Regions from separate parts of the Mus musculus genome. Here all the other regions are linked to region 2. A link is a contact called in public HiChIP or PLAC-seq and promoter capture Hi-C data. All regions are on one chromosome and are shown on one strand. Each heading gives the region's core, a stretch centred on a gene start, on an enhancer-like site or on the middle of the called end of the contact. The rest is flanking DNA. Distances are from core to core; before and after follow the strand shown.

What was found. Promoter capture Hi-C pulls out the DNA fragments that hold promoters and counts their contacts. HiChIP or PLAC-seq counts read pairs in DNA pulled down with a chosen protein or histone mark.
Region 1: a contact with region 2 is called in a promoter capture Hi-C map of stem cell-derived epiblast-like cells, with 6 times the contacts expected there. The contact joins the enhancer-like site here to the promoter of Dclk3 in region 2. A contact is called at or near these places in 9 of 39 promoter capture datasets (the 3T3-L1 cell line, 3T3-L1-derived adipocytes, the C10 cell line and 6 more), 3 of 115 datasets of contacts at active chromatin or transcription factors (embryonic forebrain, forebrain and stem cell-derived neural progenitor cells) and 1 of 9 other capture datasets (pancreatic islet).
Region 3: a contact with region 2 is called in a promoter capture Hi-C map of frontonasal cranial neural crest. The contact joins the promoter of Clasp2 here to the promoter of Dclk3 in region 2. A contact is called at or near these places in 2 of 39 promoter capture datasets (frontonasal cranial neural crest and liver) and 1 of 115 datasets of contacts at active chromatin or transcription factors (stem cell-derived neural progenitor cells).
Region 4: an H3K27ac HiChIP or PLAC-seq map of epiblast stem cells shows a contact between it and region 2, with 19 times the contacts expected there. The contact joins the promoter of Pdcd6ip here to the promoter of Dclk3 in region 2. A contact is called at or near these places in 8 of 39 promoter capture datasets (the C10 cell line, cranial neural crest, embryonic stem cells and 5 more) and 3 of 115 datasets of contacts at active chromatin or transcription factors (embryonic stem cells, epiblast stem cells and large pre-B cells).
Region 5: a promoter capture Hi-C map of hippocampal neurons shows a contact between it and region 2, with 4 times the contacts expected there. The contact joins the enhancer-like site here to the promoter of Dclk3 in region 2. A contact is called at or near these places in 5 of 39 promoter capture datasets (the 3T3-L1 cell line, cranial neural crest, hippocampal neurons and 2 more).
Region 6: a promoter capture Hi-C map of second pharyngeal arch cranial neural crest shows a contact between it and region 2. The contact joins the enhancer-like site here to the promoter of Dclk3 in region 2. A contact is called at or near these places in 10 of 39 promoter capture datasets (the 3T3-L1 cell line, 3T3-L1-derived adipocytes, the C10 cell line and 6 more).

The regions. Positions count from the first base shown.
Region 1 is chr9:113,669,135-113,671,834 of GRCm38.p6, reverse strand. Pdcd6ip (programmed cell death 6 interacting protein) reads left to right here. Exons shown (of 18, transcript NM_011052.2): 12 at 1-78. Among named protein-coding and RNA genes, the nearest start is that of Gm36745, 27 kb to the right of the region's middle. Within about 2 kb of position 1,339, at least 25 of the 459 cell types and tissues checked have an H3K27ac peak or open chromatin away from gene starts, as enhancers often do. A contact at or near this core is called in stem cell-derived epiblast-like cells, where this site is marked.
Region 2 is chr9:111,437,682-111,440,381 of GRCm38.p6, reverse strand. Dclk3 (doublecortin-like kinase 3) reads right to left here and starts at 1,301. Exons shown (of 5, transcript NM_172928.5): 1 at 1,030-1,301. The coding sequence starts at 1,117.
Region 3 is chr9:113,740,065-113,742,764 of GRCm38.p6, reverse strand. Clasp2 (CLIP associating protein 2) reads right to left here and starts at 1,292. Exons shown (of 40, transcript NM_001114347.1): 1 at 890-1,292. The coding sequence starts at 1,084.
Region 4 is chr9:113,706,879-113,709,578 of GRCm38.p6, reverse strand. It overlaps Pdcd6ip (programmed cell death 6 interacting protein), which reads left to right and starts at 1,320. Exons shown (of 18, transcript NM_011052.2): 1 at 1,320-1,680. The coding sequence starts at 1,472.
Region 5 is chr9:113,514,097-113,516,796 of GRCm38.p6, reverse strand. The region is part of intron 2 of AU023762 (expressed sequence AU023762); the gene reads left to right. Among named protein-coding and RNA genes, the nearest start is that of Gm36540, 47 kb to the right of the region's middle. Within about 2 kb of position 1,441, at least 11 of the 459 cell types and tissues checked have an H3K27ac peak or open chromatin away from gene starts, as enhancers often do. A contact at or near this core is called in hippocampal neurons, where this site is marked.
Region 6 is chr9:113,633,831-113,636,530 of GRCm38.p6, reverse strand. Gm36745 (a long non-coding RNA gene) reads left to right here. Exons shown (of 5, transcript XR_379913.3): 5 at 1-694. Among named protein-coding and RNA genes, the nearest start is that of Gm36745, 8.4 kb to the left of the region's middle. Within about 2 kb of position 1,335, at least 5 of the 459 cell types and tissues checked have an H3K27ac peak or open chromatin away from gene starts, as enhancers often do. A contact at or near this core is called in second pharyngeal arch cranial neural crest, where this site is marked.

The sequences.
Region 1 (2,700 bases), core at 90-2,589, 2.2 Mb before region 2:
CTTCTGTGTAAGCCGGAGCCAGAGCTGAATGCTGCCATCCCCTCTGCTAACCCAGCAAAGACCATGCAGGGCAGCGAGGTGAGAAGGGAGAACGTGACATGGGGAGTCCTGTGTTCATGGGACTCTGTTCAAGTTGCTACGTAGAGACTGCCAGAGTCTTACTGCCAACTCAGCCGAAGGGGCTTGGGGTGCAGCTTCATGGAAGGCCACTTGTTTAGCTTGCACCAGGCTTGGGGTTTGAGTCCAAGTACCACACATTCTTGTATGCTCACAGACAGACACATAAACACATACAGAAGTAAATCGGGGTTGTTATATCAAAACTAGCATTCTATACATTGAGTGATAGTGGAGTTATTGATTAATGTCCTGTTGGAATTTTCATTTGTTGAGTTACTTTTGTGAGCTGGTACTTCATATGCTAACAGTGTTTAACTCAGATGTTGTAAAAGGGAAGCTTAGAAAGGACAGAAACTTCCCTTGGGGTGAAGAAGATGGGAGCCTTCCAACTTTAGTTTCTTTGTTCTTCATGATTTTCTTTGTATTCCACATGGTTTGAAGGGAAGATTGGCAAGGTGTGCATGTTAGTAAATGGACAGCATCAGGATGATATTTCTAATGATGGCAGGAGAGCGAACCCACAGAGCCTCTCATTAGGGAAGTCTTAGAGAGGAGAGAAAATGCAGGCAGAATGTGGTGGTGGCTGCTGTAAGGTCAGTTGTATTACATTAGAGGCTCCCTGCTGCCTAGGAAGTAAGTCCAGGCAAGTAAGAAACAGTGTATTGAAAAGGTACATTTCCAGGCACAATAGATTTCTAAAGTTGTTAATACTCTTCTTTATTTCTCTTTGTATAGAATAATTATATATATTCTAGCAAGACTTACTTCGTGAGTACTTACTGTGTTAAGTACTTTGTAAAATTAGCAAATGAATATAACCTTTCTTTATCTCAGCTTGTTGTCCAGTGTGGAACCTTTGTCATGTACAAAGATGACAATGATTGGTTACAAGTTTATAAACTCAGCAGGAAAAGCATCGGGGTTGCTGTTCGGATTTAGACAGTAGTGTGGGGCACCACTTTGGGAGTCTTCTTGGGAAACTGGTATACTGTGAGAACAGAGGGAGAATACATGAGCACAGCTGAGGTTCCTCATGGCCTCAGCTGTGTTCATGTATTGAGTGCACTGGTAGAGGGTGTGGAGGGCAGAGCAGGTCCCGGGCAGCACTCAACAGCAGGAGAGCTGCAGAGCAGTGTGTCTAAGGGATCCAGGGCTACAGGATGGGTGGACCAGGAATGCCAGCTACATGCCTGGATCTGGTCAGAACACGAGGATGTGAAGAGCAAGGAATCTAAACACGAGAATAGCCCCAGGGAACAGCAACAGGATCCCTAACCCCTGCCCTGCAGGGCTGAGGATTAAACCAGGGCCTGGTGCATATTATATGGGCATTCTACCACTGAGCTGTGTCCCCAGCTTACTCCCAACCCCCCTTTTCAGAGACAAAGCCTTTCTACATGCCCAAGCAAGCCTTTAACCTGAAACATTCCTATGTCTGTCCTGGCAGAGCAGGGGATTGAATAGCTGGGTAAGCATGCTATTACAGAGCTGCATCTCCAGCCCTTGGCACGTTTCTTTTTTGTTTTTTGTTTTTTTAATTTTAGAGAAAGATAGCTGTGGGACACATCTTTCTTATTCTTTTTGGTCTCTTCTATTTTCTTTCCCCGCTGGGGATTGAAACCAAAGGTTTGTTAGGTTCTACAGTCCCAGACCATTGGTGTCTTATTGATAAATTTATATGGATTGATTTCTCTTTCATGGAAAAGCAAAAATCATTTATGCTAAGCAAAATCAGAACTAGTAAGCCATTATTTTTTTGTAAATTTATTAATTTAAATTAACAGAGGCTTTTTGATAATCTGTAATGCCATTGCACACAGAGGTAAAGTCTTTTTTTGGGGTGGGGGTGTGTTTCAAGACAGGGTTTCTCTGTGTAGCCCTGGGTGCCCTGGAACTCACTCTGTAAACCAGGCTGGCCTCGAACTCAGAAATCCTCCTGCCTCTGCCTCCCGAGTGCTGGGATTAAAGGCGTGCGCCACCACGCCCGGCACTAGAGGTAAAATCTTTTATAATCAACACTAAGTTATTGTATTGAAGCTGGATTTCCTGACAGGTACAAAGAAAATGTTCAGCACGCTGTGCTTATGTATCATGAGCCTCTGTTAATTTAGAAGACATCATATGTTATCAAAGCTGATTCAAACTTTTACCGTAAACTTTGATGATCGTTTTCCCAGAGTGTTCATGGTAAAACATTGCTGTCTGACAGCCAGGCATGGTGTGCATGACTGGGTAGAGACTTGTGAGATCTCTGAGTTCGAGGTTAACCGGGTCTGCATAGTGAGATCCAGGTTAGCCAGGCTGCATGATGAGACTCTGTCTTAAATATATGTGTTTCTTGTTCTTTTTCTTTGGCTCGCTTTTCTTTTGTTTGTTTATTTTGACTTATTCCAGTTTGTTTTTGTTTTATTTTATTACTTTTCATTAGATGCCTGTGCTTCTAAGGAGAGATAGGAAGGGCATGGATCTGGGTGGATAGGGAGATGGAGAGAAATCAGGAGGAGTTGGGGGAAGGGAAACGGTTATCAGAATATATTGTATGAAAAAAAAATCAGTTTTATTTTAAATCTTAGAAATATT
Region 2 (2,700 bases), core at 52-2,551:
CCAGGAATAACGTGTCCCTACCTAGAGCTCTGGGAACCTCGCTTCTCTGTGATCCTTAGCCCAACACTAGCCCCAGTAGATCACCCCTGTAAAAGCCAACAGACCCCCCTCTGCAGGCCCCAAAACAGTCTCCTTAATGCCAGCATATGTTATAAGAGCGGTTGAGAGTGGGACCTAGCTCCCACTGGACGGCTATCAACCATCAAGTAGAGGACAGAGAATGGTCTGGACTCAGAAGGAGTGAGGCAGAGAAATGACTCACTATATGGAGCAAGTAACAACCTAATTCCCTCCACAGCTTCTCAGCCCCACTCCCAGCAGGCACATACTCTGGGAAGGTGTCCCCAGACGCCTCTGCCCGGCCCGGGAGCTGCCTCATCCTTTCTCCACCACACCTCGCCCCCAGAGCCAGACGTGGAAAGGAGTGAAAACGTGGGGCTATATTTGAAATGAATTGATGGTTCTATTTCTCCCGCTCTGATCTAGCCTGCTAATTCCCAAACACTCTGCCTGTACTGTTTCTTTCTAACCCCCCTTTGTTCTTCTGTGACTCTCTGGCTAGAAACAGCGCTCTGGAAAGCAGGGTTCAGTAAACCTCTCCACAACTCTTGGATGACCTTTGACAAGGAGGTAGCTCTAGAGCTTCAAAACAGAGGTTCTTTCAGAAAAGGATGGAATGAGGGACGTCTCTGGGTGACTAGTGCCTCCCCCATGAAGATTAATCAACGACAGCTCCCTCTGTGGTGACTCTTCCTGCAGCCTCCTGCACCTGCCCAGTATGTTTTTCCAGGAATGGCGTTCTGATTGCCCAGAGGGGAACCGCTCAAGCTGGTGTCACCCCCTAGCAAGTTTCCCGTTGTGTAGAGGGGTTGCACAAGTACACACATGCACACAACAGACTCACGCAGAGCACACATGAACTCAAATCGCAAGCCTGCACACATGCCTGCACAGTGCATCCCCGTAGGGTCTGCCTCTGCTGCCCCATCGCTCAGAGTGGGGTTCCCGACAGTCACCGAGGGCACTTACCCGGAATGGGAGGCGCAGGGCGACTGGGTGCCGGCGGGGCGGGGGTCGCTGGCGGCGGCGGCGGGCGCAGGACCGGCGCGGCTGGCATGGTTGGCGGCCTGGCTGCAGGTGGCAGCTCTTGGACGTGGCCCGACGGCGGCCAAGCGGGCGCAGGAAGGCGCCGGGACTACTCGCTGCACAGAGCGATCCAGGTCTCCTCTTCCTTTAGGTTGCTGCTGGCGGCAGCCACGGCGCAAGGACAGTCTCCTCAGCGCGAGCTTGACAACCGCGCTGCCGCCGCCGCCCCGCCCCGCCCCTCCCCGCCTCGCCCCGCCTCGCCCTAGGCCACCCGGGGGCGGTGGAGTTGGCAGTGAACTTGAGCAAGCAGGGCGCTCCAGGAGAGCTAGCTGGACAGCCAGTACCCCACAGGATCTCTTCTCTCTCTCTCTCTCTCTCTCTCTCTCTCTCTCTCTCTCTCTCTCTCTCATATCTCTCTCTCTCATATCTCTCTCTCTCATATATCTCCTTCCTACCTCCTTTCTCTCTCCTTCCTTCCCTCCTTCCTTCCCTATTCCCTCTGCCAAGGCTGTTCCAGCTAAGGGACTAGGGGACTGGTTTTGACTTGAGGCTCTACAGTGCTCTCAGTGGGTGACTCCCAAGTCAAGGAGGTCTGGAACCCCAGCAACCCTGCCTCTCCCTGCAGCACAGAGGCCAAACTGTAGGTACGCCACCAAAACGTTCTTTTTGCACCCAGAATCAAAGTTAGGACACAGTGGTTCCAACCCAGGAGGGGAAGAGAGTCAAATAGACGGAGCTTTAGGGATCAGATGCTGAGTCTCCTGCCTTGTGTGGCAGAAGTCAAGCAACACCTGATGGTGGATAACCATCGTTTCCCTGTAGTTTGGCTTAACACACTCGGCAGTAGGGGTCTTGAGCTCTCAGCTCAAGACAACACACCACAGTGCATTTATCCCACACGTTGCTGCATGCTGTGGGGAAAACTAACTGTTCACATATTCACAACCCCCCCACCTTATTAACAGAACACCAATTTTAGCTGAAGACATTGCAACCCTCAATAAAGACTGCATTTCCCAGCTGCCCTGGTGCCAAAACTAACCAATAAGAAAAGGTCTTGGCCAGTGAAATATAACTGGGAAGCTTTGTGTGAGACTCTCAAAATGGTTTTGAGGCTCATAGATGCTTTCCGTGGTCCCGTTCCACCTCCTGCCTCACCTGGCATTCAAATATGGTATCTATAGTATGTTAGATTACAGGAGTAATTTCTCGTTCCATCTTTTAATAGACTTAGACCACCTACCTGTATTAGATAGTCTCATTACTGTGACAAAACACATAAGCTAACCAGTAGCCAATTTTTTAAATTATTTTTTATTATTTTAAATTATGTGCACAAGTATGTGTTGGGAGGTGCACATTGGTGTAGGTGCCCACAGATTTTTGCAGAGGATGTCCAAGCCCCTGGAGCCTGAGTTATAACAACCAACTTGTGAGCCATCTCTTGTGGGTCTGAGAACCAAATTCAAGTCCTCTCCAACACAAGGGAGTACTCTTAAGCACTAAGCCATCTCCCTAGCTCCCTGAGTTCATGCTTTAAATGGAAGAAATATTTGTTTGGATCATAGTCTCAGAGGTTTCAATTCATGCTTGCTTGGCCCTGGTGGTGGTGCA
Region 3 (2,700 bases), core at 43-2,542, 2.3 Mb before region 2:
TTTGCTGGATACATCACTAAGAATCGTTCCATCCACGGGAGCTCCCGCCTGCATTTTAAAGCAATACTGCCACCAGAAGACTAAAAAGAAAAGTAACCACTAACAACTCCAACTAATTACAGAATATTCACTTTTCTCCATCGGTGGCTACATAACAACTCCCTGATGCTGACCGGACACCCATTCCTCCTCGTACCTTACCGCACTCCTCCCCATTCCCGCTTCGTTTGCAGCATCAACTAAACCATAGTGTTTCAAATCTAAGTTCGTCCCAACTGCGGGAAAACAAGAGAACTGATGAGTGGTCAACGGCTTTCTGCTGTCAATTAAGGGAAATGTGAATAAATGCCATGAGATGAGCAGTCCTTCCGTGCGAAGGACCTGAATACGCGCTAACGGTGCTTTTGGGTGATCTCAACCTTCACGTAAAGACTACGAAAGAAAAGAGGGAGAAAGGGAGAGGGGAGAGGAAAAGAGAGGAGGGAGACGGGGAGGGAACGACAGAGGAAAGAGAGGGAGGAAGAGAGAAGCAAAAAAGAAAAAAAAAGGAAGAGAGGCGGAGAGGGATGAAGAGAGGGTAGAGAGAAAAGAAACTGGAGATTAAGTATAACAGCAAGAGATGAACTTGACGGTCCAACTTCACGCCGTACTCAAACGCCCCATCTCAGCGCAGGCGTTGCCATCGGGCGTAGACAAACGTTACAAAGTCTTAAAGCCTTGGGCCGCAAGTTACCACTTTGTAAAGCGCCAAGCAACACAGCAACGTGTCACCGAACCGCCGCCTGGGGCCGTACCCCAAGCCCTGGGGGGCGATGCCAGCGCGTCCCCGGACCCCGGCGGCAGCGCGCCCGCCCGCCCCGGCCGCGCGCCCGTTCGCACCGCCGCTCACCCGGTAGTTGCTCGAGCCCACCCAGCGGGTGAGCGCGTCCACGGTCTTAGCCAGGCGGCTCGGATCGTCCTCCAGGTCCGGGATGGCTCCGGGCGTGCCGAGGCAGAGCAGCAGCTCCTCGCCCGCCTGCAGCCGGCCGCTCACGTCCTTCTGCAGCACTTGGGCGCAGAAGTACTCGGCGCCGCGGGGCTCCATGGCCGCGCCCGCCACCCCTCACACGCCCGTCGCCCCTTACACGCCAACTTTCCTCGCAGCACCGCCGAGGCGCGGCGGTGAAGCCTCCGGGACGCGCCGACACGCAGAGACGCCGCTGCCTGGGGTGCGGCGGCCGGCGGGGGACGGCCCCCCTAAACTAATCAAACTCGGCGCCCCCCGGTCCCAGCCCCGCTTCAGAGGCTGCGGCTGCCGGCGACGTCAGCGCGCGCGTGACGTCAGAGCGACGCGCCCGGCCTCCAGCCCGGCCTCCCGGCGCGCCCGAGCCCCTGTGGGCTGCGGCCTGTGGCGCTACTGATGGCCCGAGCCTTGGGCTGTCGGGGCCGTGTGGGTCGCCTCGCGTGGGCGACCCTGGAAGGCCAGTGTGGGAATTCCGGCATCTCCGGCGATTCGCTCCGCCGCCATCATCAAGACTCAAAACTTTTTGGTACTTCTCTCCCTGCCCCGCCCCTGCCGTCTCTTAAAACCGGAATACACGGGTCGCGTTCTTCCTCGGCACAGGCCTGGCTGTCCCTTCCTGCTGCCACCCCCACAGTCGCCCTGGAGGACTTTCTGTTTCCAGTTGATACCGAGGTTTTGCAAATGGATCCACATTTTCTCTTGACGCACTTTCACCTCCCACCCTCACTTCGGGAAGCCCCCAGACCGCCGTTACCCACTAACCACCTCTGCCCTGGGCGACTTTAATTTGATTTTTGTTTGGACAGAGACTAAAGGCAGCACAGGATGTCCTCGAACTCACCCTACAGTATGGTCTTACATTTCTGGCCCTACCCCTGCCTCCCAAGCCTGAGCCACAGAACTCGAGTTTTGTTTGGGGATGGCTGGGGCCGTTAACTTATAAGATTTCTTTTTATTTCATGTGTACGTGTGTGCACCTGAGTGTGCCCGCTTGCAGAAACCAAAAGTTCCAGGAAGTCAGATCTGGATGGAGTTAAGTGGCAGTTGTAAGCCACCTGATGTGAATGCTGGGAACTGAACCTGGGTTCTCTGCAAAAGCAGCAAACCCTCTTAACTGCTGAGCCATCTCTCCAGCCCAGTGTTGTAGAGAACAGGTTTAGCTGTGACACTTGGACGAGTCGGGAACTCAGTCTCTTGCATTCTAAACTTATTTCTAACATGGTAGGGTAATTTTCCATTTTTTAAAGTTATGTAACTCCACACTGTGTTCTTTTTCCTTTCCTCCCCCTCTCCCAGTTTCTTTAACCCTGATCCCAATATCCCTAGGGCTCAATCTGCTGCTGTAATCTTTGGGTCTAACTTCTCATAGCAAAATGTTGGTATTTCATTCCATGAAGTACGTATCTTAAAAGTCTCTACCTTTTTATACTTAATCCTTCCCCGTTATACTCTGACTTGTTGATCCATCCGTCCATATAGCAATAGGCCTCTGGGTTGTTTGCAGTTTTCCATAATGGTTGGCATAAGCACCTGAGTTTGGGTGCCCTTGGAGGCAGAGGCATCATCAGATCTCTTGCAGATGACTTAGATTCGATTCCCAGGATCCACATGGCAGCTCACAACCATCTAGCTACAGTTCCAGAGGATCCGATGCCCTTTTTGACTTCTAAAGGCGCCAGGCAATGCCCATGGTACAA
Region 4 (2,700 bases), core at 71-2,570, 2.3 Mb before region 2:
GGTGAGATGGCTCAGCAGGGAAAGGTGCTTGCTGTCAATCATGCCCACCTGAGTTCCACCCCTGAGACCCACGTGGTAGAAGGGACTGATTCCAGAAGTTGACCTCTGACCTCTGAGTACTCCCCAATAAATAAACCATAATAAAAATAAACAGTAAAAATACCAGACTTGTCTTCTGGGAGGCCTTCAAGAAACATTCTATGTATGTGCGCGTGAGGGCTGGCCCCAGAGGAGGCCCCAAGAGGGTGATGGGTCGCCTTGAGTTACAGGTGTTGAGTGTGTTCCTAAAGAGGCTACTGGGAACCCAGGTCGGCCTCTCACTCAGGCAGAGCAGCAAACAGTCTTTAACTGCTAATCTATTTCCCCAGTTACCCAGGGAGGCCTTTGTAAAAAATATAAAAAAAATTGCTTAAGTACGACTGATTGTACTAAATAGATTCTAGACACTGACTACAAGTTTCATAATGATTTGTGGTGTCACTCTTCAACTTCCTTTCATTCTAGTCTCTACTTCCCTTTTAAGTTCTGGATATGGGATACTCGTGCTTTAGGTCTGGGGCCTCTTCCCACTTAAGTCTCTCCACCCGTGCTCTCTTTTAATGTCAAATTGCGAGTATTCTTTTAAATTCATCTTCTGGGAGGATGTTTCTTAAATTATCTTGCTTATGCTATGTTCTTCTAAGAGATCTCTTTTTACGTACCTTACTACCGACTGTGTCCTTACCTGGAAGACTGCACGAAGGCAGGGACTTTTTCTACTTTTGCCCTGGGGGGTGGGGGTGGGGGTAAGGCTGCACACACAATGGACCTTCAACCGCACATCACAATACTCCCCAGGGTCTGGTCTCATAGGAGAAAGCATAACAAAGGAGCATTTCACCACCGGGCAGAATATATTGACCTATAAAATTAATTTTTGTAATAAAAAAGGAAAAATACAATCAATTAAAAATATTTTAAAAAGAAAAATAGAGCAGAATCTAAGGAGAATTTAAAATCTTCTTGAGCCGGGTGGTAGTGGCGTATGCCTTTAATCCCAGCATTGGGGAGGCATAGGCAGGAAGATCTCCGCGAGTTCGAGGCCGGCTTGGACTACAAGTCAGTTCCAAGATAGCCAGGGCTACACAGAGAAACCCAGTCTCGAACAAAACAACCAAACCAAACCAAAATAACCAAAAGAATCTTTTTGAAAATTTAATCATCGCAGTAGGCTACCGCCTGATCCCACCACGCAGGCGCCGCACAGGCGAGCCCAGGTGAGCGACGCTTTGGTGGCACCATCACGTGACCGAGCGGCGCGCCCCTCCGACTGCGCCTGCGCGGGGGCTCCCGGAAGTGGCCAGCTCGAAGCGCTGGCGGCCCAGTCCGTCGGCCCGTCGGTCCGCTCCTCCGCTGCCGGTGCCGAGCGCGCCTAGGCCGTGGTCGCTGTCCCTCCGTCTGTGCGGCCCGACGCGGCGGCCGGGCGCTCACCATGGCGTCGTTCATCTGGGTGCAGCTGAAGAAGACCTCGGAGGTGGACCTGGCCAAGCCGCTGGTGAAGTTCATCCAGCAGACGTACCCGAGCGGCGGCGAGGAGCAGGCCCAGTACTGCCGTGCGGCCGAGGAGCTCAGCAAACTGCGGCGCTCGGCGCTCGGTCGCCCGCTGGACAAGCATGAGGGCGCCCTGGAGACGTTGCTGAGGTGGGCCCGGGCGGCGGGGCTCCCTCCCAGCCTCCCTTCCTGTCCCCGCTCCCCTCCCCAGCCTCGCTTCCTCCTCCCTTCATAGCCTTTTCCTCTCCCCCGCGCCTGGCCTCCACTCTGACTCAGGCCAGCAGCGTAGGTGTGGTCAGCATTCTTTCCTGGTGAGAGGACTCATAACCCTGTCCTCCCTTCCGAGTGCCTTCTGTCACCGAGGCTCCTTACCTGGGAGGACGTCTGCCGTGTAATGATCTCTCTGGTTACAGCCGTTTGACCGGTTTTCACTTTTTGGGTGTTACAACTGGAGTCTCCCTTTTACAATCCCTGTTTGTGACTTTATTGGACCACGTCTAGATTTCCTAATAATAGTTACGAAAGGGAAGGGAGAGAATTTGGACACTAAACCAAATGTCGGTGACTTATTATATTGTTCACTTGAAGTAAGTCATCTCATGTTCCAATAATCAAGTGACAGACTGACAGTTGTAAAAGTTAGGAGCTACAGTCGTTTGAAAGAAAACTTGAATGACATAGTAGACCGCTGAGACTGGTTACTTAAAAATCTTTTGACACGGGCGTATGCACGTATGGAATACCCTGGTCCTTTTTGCAATTGGTGACAACCCAGGTACTTGATAATGATAACATTTCCGTGATACCTTATGATCCAATTTCTGGTAATATGATCTTGTTTCATGCAAGGGACGCTGGTGGATTAGGGTGGGAACAGAGCTGTCCAGAGACACCCCTTAGTTTTGGCATCATCTTGCTCCCGTGATGTTTCCTGCATGTGTTGCCAGATGGCCACTAGCAGCCCTTACCGTAGTTAGAATGGCTCCCAGCACTGAGTAGACTTTATCTGTTGACAGAGTGAGGAGCCAGATTTCAAACAGTTCTCTCACGAGAGTTTTAGAGTGGATTTGCTTTAAAGTGCCCGAGTTTTGTAAAACTGTAAGGAACGTCTGCGAGTGCTGGGGTTAGTCACACAGTGCTTGTCTGCGGGTGGTATATGTGGCCTGTGTA
Region 5 (2,700 bases), core at 192-2,691, 2.1 Mb before region 2:
GGAAAAAAAAAAGAAGTGGTTCAGATGCCTGGTTTGGAAGTGATATAGGCTATTAGCAATAGAAAACGAAAGCTCTCTGTTTCTCTTGCAGATGTGTGTGTCTGTCCCCATGGCCTTGCTGACTCCAGGGAACTGAGCAATGCACGGGTGTCTCCTATCCAGGTGCCTGTCAACACCACCTTCACATAACACTTTGAACCCAAGCTTTCTCAAGCTGTCACAGAGCCTGACAGGTGTGGTGAGGCTGTAATAAGTCAATTTAACCCAGAGACTGCTAGGCTCTGCCTTGTCCTTAGTGAGTCCTCAGGACTAAGTTGGGAATAGAAGCAACTTTACCTTATGTGGAATCCTGCTGATCAACCCCTCCTCCCTGGGGAGTATTTAGAATATAGGAATATTTTCCCTCTAGTAGCGGAGACAGAAGTGCTACACCGTGGAGTTAGATCCCTAGACCTTAAAACATTGGAGATAAGATCTGCTAAGCCCTCCAGGCTGGCTTTAACGTATGGTCAGCCTCCTGAATGGCTGGAATTATGGGTCTGGCTGAGTGCACATTTGAATTTGAGTTTGGTGTAGTCTGAGATCTGCTTGCAGTGGTGGATGGAAAGGGAGTGCCCGGGGCTTTAACGTGTACAGCTCATGCGACTAAGAACTTACTGCGCGTCCTAGGCCTTTCTGCAGAATTCATGGCAATAATTCGTTTTCTTTTCTCTGCATAGCCCGGGCTGGCTTCAAACTCATGATTCTCCTTCCAGTTACTTTGTCAGTGGTGAGACTGAAGGTCTGCACTGACACACATACACGCACATACACACACACACACACACACACACACACACACGCACACACACAGAGGCACACGCACACACACGACAGTCAGTGAACAGCTTCAGGTGATTTTTCTTAGGTGCAGTCCACATTTTCTGAGGAAGCATGTCACTGTGGCCCAGAACTTGCCCAGCAGGCCAGGGTACCGAGGTCTGTGGATCTGTTTAGCTCCGCCTTCCCAGCATGGGGAATTAAAGACACAAGGGTATGAAACCCATTTTGTTCTTTTTTTTTTTTTTTTTTTTTTTGTGATGTGGGTTTTGAGGGTTGGATTTACATCCCTGCGCTTTCAAGGTAAACACTTTGCCACCAGAACCATTTCCCAGACTTCTCTCTTTTAACATTAGTCTTTAATCCACTTCATTGGACAAGCGAGGAGGCAGAGGTCCAGACCGCGCGCCTGGCTGGTCCTACAACACGAACAGAGCAATAGCAAGTCTGGTTTCTAAGGGCAGAAGGATTTGAGGCAGTGACAGACATGCTCATCCTAAGGAAACATGGAGGACACATAATTTTAATCCGAAAGTGTAGCAAAGAGCTGGCCCCTGGACTCCGTGTGAACGCCGCAAACCCTGGCTGTCGGCTCACCCCATTCAGCTGAGCAGTTTTTGGCAAACATCGGCACATCACATCATCCCCCTCCCCATCTCCACTCGGAGGTTCTTCCGTTTCCAGCACATATGTTCCTCTGTTCTGGAGTTTTTCCTGACAGAAGCAGCAGGTTTTTGACAAACAACTTTAATATTCTTTGCTTCTGTGTGGCTGGCTCTAATAATCCTGAAAGCCTACAAGGTCACGAGGAAGATTAAATCTGAGACATCGGAGGCAGATTTTGACACATCATTATTTAAATCCTGAGCTGCTCTAGGGCTCCTGTCCCCAAGAGCCCTGATTCACTGTCCAAATGAACACCCCAAATTCTACGAGGTTGCTGAGCACGGATTCTGGAGTCCTGACGGGAAATGCCGGCTCTGCTTGGCGTGACAAGGCCCTCGCTTTCTGTCCCGGAAGAGTTATTGCCTGTGGGGAGAATGAGGGTTTCAGGAAATCTGGGTCCTCTCCCATCTCTTGCTGTGGACTTTAGGATTTCATCCAATCTTCACAAATCCTCCATGATTTCTACTTACGAAGTTATTTATATCATTTTGTTTTTTAAAGACATATTTATATTTATTTTTTATTTTTGCGCGCGCGCGCATGTGCGCGCGCGCACACACACACACACACACACACACACACACACATGTATGCTTGCTGTAGCTGTATGGGTCCTTGAATAAACCAGAAGAGGGCGTCAGATCTCCTGGAGCTAGAGTTAGAGGTGGTTTAATGCTTACAACATGCGTGCAGGGAAAAAACCCCTCAGGACCCTTGTAAGAGCAGCTTCTGAGCCATCTCTGCAGCCTATTCTGCTTTATTTTAATTGAGATATATGTTTTTTAAAAATAAAAATGTACATATTTTGAACAGTTTGATAAAAACTTAAATGTATGGTCCAAGTGGGCATAACCCCAATTGAGAGAGGGGCACTTTCACCATTCCAGAGGATACTTGCTCTTCCTAGGATTGTAAGGGCATGCCTACTACATTGCCTGGGCTGATTTTTTTTTCTTTTGAGACAGATATCACTATGTAGCTCTGGCTGTCCACAACTCACTCTGTTGACCAGGCTGGCCTCTACTTCACAGAGATCAGCCTGGCTCTACCTCCTGAGTGCTGGAATTAAAGGCATTGCCACCATACCCAGGTCTTCCTTCCTTCCTTCCTTCCTTCCTTCCTTCCTTCCTTCCTTCCTTCCTCTTTCCCTCCTCCCCTCCCTCCTTCCTTCCTTTCCTCCTTCCCTCCCTCCTCCTCTCCCTCCTCCCTCCCTCC
Region 6 (2,700 bases), core at 86-2,585, 2.2 Mb before region 2:
AATTAAAAAAAAAAAAACAAACCATCAGGTCCTACTACAAAAGTTTTATACCCAGCTAAACTGGAAACTCTGGATGAAAGGAAGCTTCAATCTATGATCTGGGGATCCCTCGGTGCCCCATGGAGCGCCCTGGAGGACCCAACACGGGAAGAAGAAGGAGGAACACTGGGCAGAACTCAGAAGCCCTGGCTTGCTGGAGCGTCTGTTAACTTTATATAATGGGACCAATCTGCAATATCGTTTTTAAAACTTTTGATGCAGTGTCTTCTGTAGCCCAGGCTGGTCTTGAACTTGCAACAGAGTTGACAATCACCTTGAACTTCTGATCTTCTTACTCTCACCTCCTGCATGCTCCAATTATGGTTAGGCACCGTCACAAACGGTCTCTGAAGTGCAGGGGATTGAACCCAGGACTTCACGTACTCTGCCCACCAAGCCACATGCCGGGCCCTCTGCACCATCACTTGGAGGATTCTGATGCTCAGATATTTCCGCACACTCTTCAGTTGAGTTCTCCTCTCTTAGGTCAAAGGTAACCTTAGCACAAAGAGATCGGTGGGGGCAGAGGTGGGGCTTGAGCTCAGGTCATATGTAAAGTCTTCCTTCCTTCCTTCCTTCCTTCCTCCCTCCCTCCCTCCTTCTCTCTCTCTCTCTCTTCCTCCCTCCCTCTCTTCTTCCTTCCTTCCTTCCTCCCTTCCTCTCTCTCTCTCTTCCTCCCTCCCTCTCTTCTTCCTTTCTTCCTTCCTTCCTTCCTTCCTTCTTTCCTTCCTCTCTCTCTTCTCTTTCTCTCTCTCTCTTTCTTTCTTTCTTTCTTTCTTTCTTTCTTTCTTTCTTTCTTTCTTTCTTTCTTGTTTATGAAAATACTTACACAGCCATACATGCTACCATTTTTGCAAATATGTAAGGTACCATGCTTATCCATGATTTGTGGTTTTTTGTTTTGTTTTGTTTTGTTAATTTGCATGCCCCAGCTATGAGTTTTATTTGCTACAAAAACTGTTTGGAATGTTTATCATTTGGAGTTTGAAATTCTTCTTATTTTTTATAACTTAAGAAGCACAAGGTAAATTGAACAAGCCTATGAAGACGTTCAGAGTTTTTTTTTTTCTCCACACACAGAGAATTGAACCCCTAAAGAAAATGTCCTAATGGGGTTAATAAAGGCCAGCATTCCTCAGAGAACTGGGAAATTAATCTGCCGGTTCAAACCTCGGAGGGGTTAATGGAAAGTGTAAGGCAACCGTTGTGCATATTGAAGTGTCTATAAATAGCTCAAAGCCCTGAACTGCCTTCCGAAGCTGCCAGAGCTTTCTTATTAACTCAGCAGCTGCGTGCCACACTAGGATGAGACCTGAATTCATTCCAGGTGCATCCAGGAGACCCCTGCAGTACCTCTCAGCCATGACCAAAGAGAGAGGTGCGGGGGCAGATGGCAGGTTGCTCGGTTATGAGTGATACACAAGATCCTCTTACAGTGAGTGCTGGTGTGTGTGTGTGAGTGTGTGTGTGTGTGTGAGTGTGTGTGTGTGTGTGTGTGAGTGTGTGTGAGTGTGTGTGTGTGTGTGTGTGTGTTTAAGGGAGAGGGGAGAGTTTGTTAGAGTATAAAGCTTACCTGGAGGTTAGAATCTTCTTATTTATTCACCATGTGTGTGTGTTTGTGTGCGCATGCGTGTGCACATGCACGTGGAAGCCAGAGGAAAAGATGAGGCATTGCTCATACTATTTGATGCAGATTCTTCACTGACCTAGAACTTTCCAAATAGGCTATGCTCACTTGCTAGCCAGTCCCAGCGATCCACCTGTCTCAGGCTCTCCAGCAATGAGATTTTGAGTGTGTGCCATGATGGCTTCTCCCATCTCTTGTAGATCAAACTCAGGTCCTCACGATTGTGAGTCAAACACTTCCTTGGCAGAGTCTTCTCCTAGTCACACATCCTTCATATTTTCTTCATAGCAGGATCTTTCGGAGCAGGCCATGGAAGACTTACAAACCTTAAATACTGACAGCTTCCAGCCCCTCGATTTTCATGACAGGAGTCCTCCCTCCCAAGGAGGGCAGGTAACCTGACGGAAACCATGACTCCAAAGAGAACATGGGTTATCCTTGCTATATCCGGTAGCTACCCTTCCTCTACATCTCTGAGGTGTCCTGTCTTACCTGGTATTTGTCACTTCTGCTGCCCTGGGATTCCCTAGATAGCAGGATTATCTCATTTGATTTGAATGCCCAGTACTTGGCAAAGGATCTTGGCACGGGGTAGGTGCTCAGTAAACTTTTGTAAGCAAATTGACTGATTGAAAGAGAGCTTTTTTGGAGAGATTATCCAAGAGCCATTTTTTTTTTCCTACAGAGAGACAGGAGAGGCCATAAGAAGATATTTATTTATTTATTTATTTATTTATTTATTTTTGAGATAAGGTATCACCATGTAGAACAGTCTGGCCTTGAATTCACAGAGACCCAACTGCCTCTCAAGTGCTGGGATTAAAGGTGTGTGCTCCACCATTCTTGGTGGGAAGAAGTTTTGAACAGAAGCCAGGAGACAATGGTGCCTCACATCTATTATGGCGGCTGTCTTCTATGAACTTGAGAAACACTTCGAGCTATTACCTTCACGAGTGAGTACACTGAGGCCCTGGGAGACAGAACACAGAGTCAAGGCATTTCTGCCCAGAGGCCTGACTGCACCCCTGTGTGCT